Linked DNA regions of Sus scrofa: region 1 is linked to region 2. Evidence: chromatin contacts called from public promoter capture Hi-C data. All regions are on one chromosome and are shown on one strand. Each heading gives the region's core, a stretch centred on a gene start, on an enhancer-like site or on the middle of the called end of the contact. The rest is flanking DNA. Distances are from core to core; before and after follow the strand shown. Region 1 holds the start of P3H2 (prolyl 3-hydroxylase 2). Region 2 overlaps P3H2 (prolyl 3-hydroxylase 2).

Region 1 (3,366 bases), core at 343-2,842, 130 kb before region 2:
ATTAAATGATAAGGAAATATCACAGAACTTAGATAATCCACAGCAAAGCATCCTGGCACTTTGCTCTCAGTCCCACTCCCACAGCAGGACTTCCTGGCTAGTGTGCTTCAAAACCCTCCACAAGTGGATTAATAACGATGGACCTCAAAGTCTTTATCTGAAAAGAGAGAGAATCCTTAGAGCAAAAGTCTGGGCAGAAGACCCAAGGACAAATTCTGGATTAGTGAACATTCAAAGTATTCAGTACATACCCAGCTCCAAAGTGGAGCTTTTCCATCAGTAGGATAAGCCAAATGAGTGTGGTTTGCTGGAGAAAAGTTAATAAGAGCATGACTCTTTGGGGGTCCTTGAAGTTACAGCACCAAGGCTGTTTATGGTCTGTGTGGTCAAATTCAACACAGTTAATGAAGGAAGGAGCACAAAACTCTGGCAGTCTCCTGGGCATTGTGGTGATTCCACACAAAAGCCTTCTATGGAAGAACTCACATCAACTACATGATAAGTGTTCTTTCCTGTTGCCCTTCCCACTTGCTCACCAGCCTGTTGGCCAGGGAGTCTTTGATAAAATTGCCACAAGCACTAGGAGCCCACAGGAATGCTTATAGGAGGAAGCCTGGAATCAAAGGTCCAGTGCATAAGCGCTCAGGAATCCTTGTGAGAGTGGGAAGCCAAGGAAGACGAAAGAAGGGAACACCTTGGCTCAGAAGGTATTTACCACAGAGGAGAAGCAGAGGAACAGGAAAGCCTGAGCTAGCCCTTCGGAGTTTGGCAGCCACTTCTGTCAGGGTTCCCATTCCTAGATTGATGCTCATTGCTTAAGTCCGGGGGATATTGGATTTATTAAATTGCCTCTTTGTTTAACTCTTACAATGAGAATTTATATCTGAAAATATTTTGTCGTGTTGGGACATTGGTGTACTGTAGGCGATGAGACTGAGGCTCCTTTGTGCGGGATCACAAGGCTGATAAACTGACAAGCAGAATGTTAAGCATAGCTGCTCCTTCCTGCAATAATTCTCTCGGTCCTCTGACACCCTCATCTGCACAGAAAGGTGGGCTATTCGTTGTTCCCTTGGCCCTTCCCCTTTCCCCAAGGCACAGCCACAACCAAAGTGGGATGAGAAGGCAAGGGAGGACTTTCCTTAAAGGAAGCGGCCCTAAACTTTGATTCCAGTGGCCCAAGATTGAGTCCTTCCTTTGTCTTTTCACTGTTCTATAAACTTGGACTAATCACTTTTCTCCACAAGCCACAAGTTTCCTCACAGCCTGAGATGGAGCTTCAATGCTTCACGTGAAGTCGAAAGGCTTTGCAAACGTCGGACAAATTGCGGAAAACGATGAGAGCCCTCATCTCACTAAGCTGCATTTTTTCCTCCCTAAAAAGGGAGTAATCATATCCATTCTGAAAGGGACCCCACTTCAGGCTCTGCTTGCCCGCTGGATCCTCAGCGGCACTGGCTCCTTGGCTGGCACTGGGGTGTGCAGCCCCTGGCCTCCTGGCGGCTGCCAGCCACTCGGGAAGGCTCCGGCAGCAGGAGGAGCATGTGAGCTGTGGGCGTCCCTTTAAGAACGGCCGGCCGGGCCGGCCTCCGCCTCTCAGTTCGCCGAGCGCGGCCGGTCACCTGAGGCTCAAAGGGCAGCCGCTTGGCGGCGGGGCTGGCGGTTTCGCCCGCAAAGACAAGAGACCGGACTAGGACGCCAGCTGCCGGGAGCCGACTGAGTGCGGGGCCGGCCGGCGCTTGTCTGCGGCGGAGGATGCGGGAGCGCATCTGGGCGCCGCTGCCGCTGCTGCTGCCCTGTCTACTGCTGCCGCCGCCGCTGTGGGGTGGCCCCCCGGACGGCCCGCACCAGAGGCGGGAGCCCGAGCCCGGGCCTCTGCAGCCCTTCGACCTGCTCTACGCCAGCGGCGTGGCCGCTTACTACAGCGGGGACTACGAGCTGGCCGTGCGCGACCTGGAAGCGGCGCTGCGCAGCCACCGGCGCCTGCTGGAGATCCGCGCGCGCTGCGCCCGCCACTGCACCGCGCGCCGCCCGCTCGCGCCCCCGGGCGCCGGCCCCGGGGCCGAGCTGCCCTTCTTCCGCTCGCTGCTCGAGCGGGCTCGCTGCTACCGCAGCTGCCAGAGCCAGCGCCTCGGGGGCCCCGCGTCTCGCCACCGTGCCAGCGAGGATGTGCGCAGCGACTTCCAGCGCAGAGTGCCCTACAACTACCTGCAGCGGGCCTACCTCAAGGTACCCAGAGCGCACACTTCACGTCTTTCGCGGCGCCGGGATGCAGTGGAGCCCTCCCCCGGGACACCTGTCCCCTGTCCGTCACTCTGCTCCTTAGCGGGTCAGACTGGGTCTCCTCTAATGGTTCTGTCTCATGTGTGGATCTAGCCATCTGGTGGCCCGTGTTGTGTAACCAACACTAGATGAACCTGGGCAAGCCATTAGCTCTCTCAACATCCACTTCTATCTCAAAAAGGGGACTGTACTGATAAGATGATGATTCCAGTACTGTCTGTACGTTGGCAGAGCCGAGTCCACTATAAGGTCTCTGGGCTTCATTCCTTGATCTAGCGTCACCCTGGTTCTCTTCCATCTCCATTCATACATCCTTTCTACACTCCGGTGTGCACCTTTTCTTTGAAGTTTAAAAGAAAGCATTCTGTGAATGGCAGAGTTTAAAGTAGACTTGTTCTGAAACCAATTCCTCTGTCTTTTCCCTTGCACGTACAAAAAGAAAAAAAAAAAGGATCTAAGTTTAAAGAGAAGGTATGCGTGGAAGAGGAGAATCTGTGTGAGTCAGTCTCACCAAAAGTGTCTATCTGAAGTTCTGGCTCTTTCTCTTTTGATAGAGGGCTTCTAGTTTCTGGAGGTAAGCACTGGACTGAGTTATTAGAGGATATCAGAGGTCCTCTTCTGGTTTTATTTCTGTATGTTCAGCTTGCCTGAGGTTAGTGTCAGGCAAGTAGATGGGAAAGTAGACTGTATATTTTGACATTTTCCCCACATTCACAATTTTGAAGATCTGTGTGGATGCTTCAGCAGAGAGCATTAAGCCTGTATGCCTCAATGCCCCACTCTCACTCATCCATATTGCTCTCAACTTACACCTTCTCCCTTCTGCCTTTCTATGTCAATATATCATTGTCTCTTCTGCAGCTGTTGGAGAACTGCCAGCCAGTGGACCCGGCTGCATTTCAGGGGTGGTGGAAATACACACCATGTACAGATATTCAGATGCCTTTTGCAGCTCATGCGGCAAGGTTTCTGCCCTCACAGTTGACAGGGCTCTCTGGAGATTTGCAGTTGTTGGTGGAGTTCAGGAAATCGGAACTGTAACTAACACTTAACTCCCAGTGCTCTGGCAAAGGTGCTAGAATT
Region 2 (3,557 bases), core at 191-2,690:
GCCAGCCCTTACGAGCCCATTTTCTCTGAGAAATAAGTAGGACTAAGCTACTCCAGTTCACAAGACTTTCAAAGCAAGGCTTAAAACCAAAAATGTCTCAGGTACACACAGCACTATTTTTGGTTTTCAACAAAAGTGCGTCCAAGTTCACTCACAGGTGGGAACTGTCTGATCATCACTGTCCTCAGCTGAGTACCTGAAGCTTGGAGAGGTTTCCTGGCTTACTTCTCGCACATCTTGGGTGAGTGCTAGAGAGTGTGGAATAGACTGTGTATCAGAGGAACTTGAAGAGACAGGACACAGGAGACATTAGAGTAGTTAACCTGTGGTCCTTGAGGCGTATATATCTGATCAGGGCTTTGAGAAATAAGCAGAATTTGATTGCATTGACAGAAGTGCAGAGGGCAGGCTGTTCAAGTGGATAAAACAATTTCCATGAAGGCACAGAGATGGCTCAAAATTAGGACATTAGATAACCTCAGAATGCGTGGAGAGCTAAGTGAGGTGTTGCTAAAAGTCGTTTCTAAATAGTTTTATTTTATTTATTTTTAATTATACATTTATATGCATCTATGTATGTGTGTTATATATATATATATATATATATATATATATATATATATATATATATAGTGTGTGTGTGTGTGTGTGTGTGTGTGTGTGTATAGTCTTTTTAGGGCCACATACACCACACCCACAGCATGTGGAAGTTCCCAGGCTAGGGGTTGAATCAATCAGAGCTGTAGCTACAGCCACAGCAACGTGGGGTCCAAGCCGCATCTGTGATCTACACCACAGCTCACAGCAATGCTGGGTCCTTAACCCATTGATTGAAGCCAAGGATTGAACTCAAATCCCCATGGATATTAGTCGGGTTTGTTACCATTGAGCCATAATGGGAACTCCTAAATAGTTTTAACTTCTTCTAATAATCCATTATTAGCAAGTATAATACTAACAGCAGTAGTAATACTTAACAATCATGATTATCTCTATATATTTTCAAATTTTACAAACAGATTTATACACACTGCATTTTAAAACTGGCAGCATCTCCTGTGAGACAAGTGTCCCCCCTTCATAGGCAAGAAAACTGAGACGTATGGAGATTAAGTGACTTGAACAAAGTCTCAGAGCTTGTAATAGGTTGAGCAGGCTTTTGAATCCAAATCCCATTTTCTCTTCTTCATCTGATGACAGAACACAGAAGTGTCTAGATATCCGAAATGCATCCCCTATTGATTAAATAATTGCAAGGTAAGAAGAGGTTTTTAAAAACTTGCTTTGAGAAGTACAGTCCTCCTTTCCCCAACAAGAGAGCTGTCAGCACATTCCTCTGCCTAATTTGAAAACTTCTGGCCCTCTACGGCTCTCACATTTCCCAGCCCTTTCCTTCCTCAGCTTCCAGCTCAGTTTGAGGCAGTAAACAGGATAATATGCTCATCTAATCTGACCTGGACCTCAGTTTGTGGCCACAAAGCCCAAGCTGTTTTACAAGTGCCAGAGAACCTCATGGTCAGCCAGAGTTCATGTTGCTTTTTAAGCTGAGAAATCACCCAGGAAATACATGCCAGTAAGCTACCCCTTTGCTGTCAAAGTTTGGGAAACTCCAGGACAGTTGCCAGATTTCAAAGCATTTTTTGTCCCTGGCTACCAGGGGATCTGATGTCCAGAAACTGGCTGGGAAAGCTAATGGGAACAGTAGAACTGAAGACTACACAAGATGAAGAAAAGTCATGATTGACTGGTTACCAGATTCTATCATTTCTGCAGTTGAATGGGCTCATAGATCTTAGGACATTCTCTGGGAATCTACTGGAAAGGCTTCTGTGCAATCGCTAGAGATTAAGATCAGGTCTAAATTAGGAACAGTGGTAGGCAGAGGCAAAGTTCCCAACCAGAAAACACTTTCACATCTTTTTCGGGCTGAAAGCAGATGTCAGGGAGGTGCGAAGGGATTCATATTTCCAGGATAAAATATATTTCAGCTTTTCTTGTCTTCCACAAAGAGTTTGTCATGTCCTCTGGTTACATACTAGTTATGTAGTGGAATTCCTATTGGATGGCTCCCAGCCATTACAATGGGAGTGGCCCAGGACTCCTGCCTTCCAGAGTGACTTCAGTCCATGGAATGTACATGTCATCTTACTGAAAACATCTGTCACTTATCCATTCTTCTTTAAACCACCTGTTTTCCAAAAACCCTGCTTGATAAGAATCCTGGAGTCAGTGGGGGTATAATAGAAATAACTGAATTTGGATTCAGGAGGCTTAGTTTCCAGGAATCATCTTAGTTTGATGTTCTCCAGAGTGATGCATAACTAGAGACTCATCCTCCCTGAGCCCTATGATCCTCAACCTGCAAAAGAAGGAGAGCAGCTCTTTGGAAAGGATGAAGGAGAAAGTCTTCTGTAAACTGTAAAGGGCTGTGTTCATATGAGAGCTTGTTAGCACACTCCCGTCCCAACTTTCATGGCTTTGTATTTGTGGTCAAATATGCCTTCCTGCCATGAACCATAGGCAGTGAACACAAAGGAGCATTTTCCTAGATGATTCTTCTTTATTGCAAATCGAGAGTCAGAGCTAGGCACATACTTTATGAATGAGGGAAGAATTAAGTTGTTTAACTAAATCTCCCTGGACTGTGGTTAAGAATTGGCTGAAGCCATCAAATCAGGCCCTGGGAACCACAACTTATTGGACAACGTTTTTATTTTTATTTTAATGTTTTTCTCTGTCTGGTGTGCTACTAGTCATTTGGAAGCTAGTAGACTTGCTTTTTAAATGGCAGGATTTATTTTTCCTTCTGGATTTTGTTTTTCCTTTTGGTTAATGGGTAGGTAGTTGTTTGTGTTTTTGTGAAATGTATATGTGGGAAACCTCTGTATAGAAATCTGTGCTTAGTGGTGGTTGCATTAGCTACATGAAAGGCAGATTTCTAGTACAGCTTCTGCCTGCACCTGTTACAGTTTGGGTTTTTGAGACTCTGTGTTGCTGTATGTCCCTTCACCTGATTTTTGTATGTCACTTATGGCTTGGTTGGGGAAACTGTCAATATCCCAGGATCCCTCTTTTATTTTTTTATTTTTTGTCTTTTCACCTACGCCACAGCCACAGCAACGTGGGATCCAAGCCACGTCTGCAACCTACCCCACAGCTCACGGCAACGCCGGATCCTTAACCCACTGAGCGAGGCCAAGGATCGAATCCTCAACCTCATGGTTCCTAGTCAGATTCATTAACCACTGAGCCACAATGGGAACTCCCAGGATCCCTCTTTTAAATACACTCCATTATGCCCTCTACTTATTCAGATGTCTCAGTCAGAACTTAACACAATACACCAGACATATTTTACCAGCGTAATATTAATCACCATCATAATAACAACTCTTTATACAGAGCTTTAGCATGGTTGGCATTTTTCTGAATGTTTTAGTTTTAAGTAACTTTTAAAGTCATGTTTGAAAAGAAGCTAAATATATTTAAAGTAATATACCCTCAGTAGAGAAAATGAGAAAAACATGGCAAAGTACACATCACCCTCATTCACTAAA

Evidence for each region. Promoter capture Hi-C pulls out the DNA fragments that hold promoters and counts their contacts.
Region 1: a contact with region 2 is called in a promoter capture Hi-C map of liver, with 5 times the contacts expected there. The contact joins the promoter of P3H2 here to the enhancer-like site in region 2. A contact is called at or near these places in 4 of 5 promoter capture datasets (fetal liver, fetal skeletal muscle and liver), 19 of 47 Hi-C or Micro-C datasets (adipocytes, embryonic fibroblasts, epiblast stem cells and 13 more) and 1 of 2 datasets of contacts at active chromatin or transcription factors (skeletal muscle).

What each region holds. Positions count from the first base shown.
Region 1 is chr13:127,570,391-127,573,756 of Sscrofa11.1, reverse strand. It overlaps P3H2 (prolyl 3-hydroxylase 2), which reads left to right and starts at 1,592. Exons shown (of 15, transcript XM_021070049.1): 1 at 1,592-2,229. The coding sequence starts at 1,756.
Region 2 is chr13:127,438,799-127,442,355 of Sscrofa11.1, reverse strand. All of the region lies in intron 8 of P3H2 (prolyl 3-hydroxylase 2), which reads left to right. Among named protein-coding and RNA genes, the nearest start is that of P3H2, 130 kb to the left of the region's middle. Within about 2 kb of position 1,440, at least 10 of the 83 cell types and tissues checked have an H3K27ac peak or open chromatin away from gene starts, as enhancers often do. A contact at or near this core is called in fetal skeletal muscle, liver, omental adipose tissue and 3 more, where this site is marked.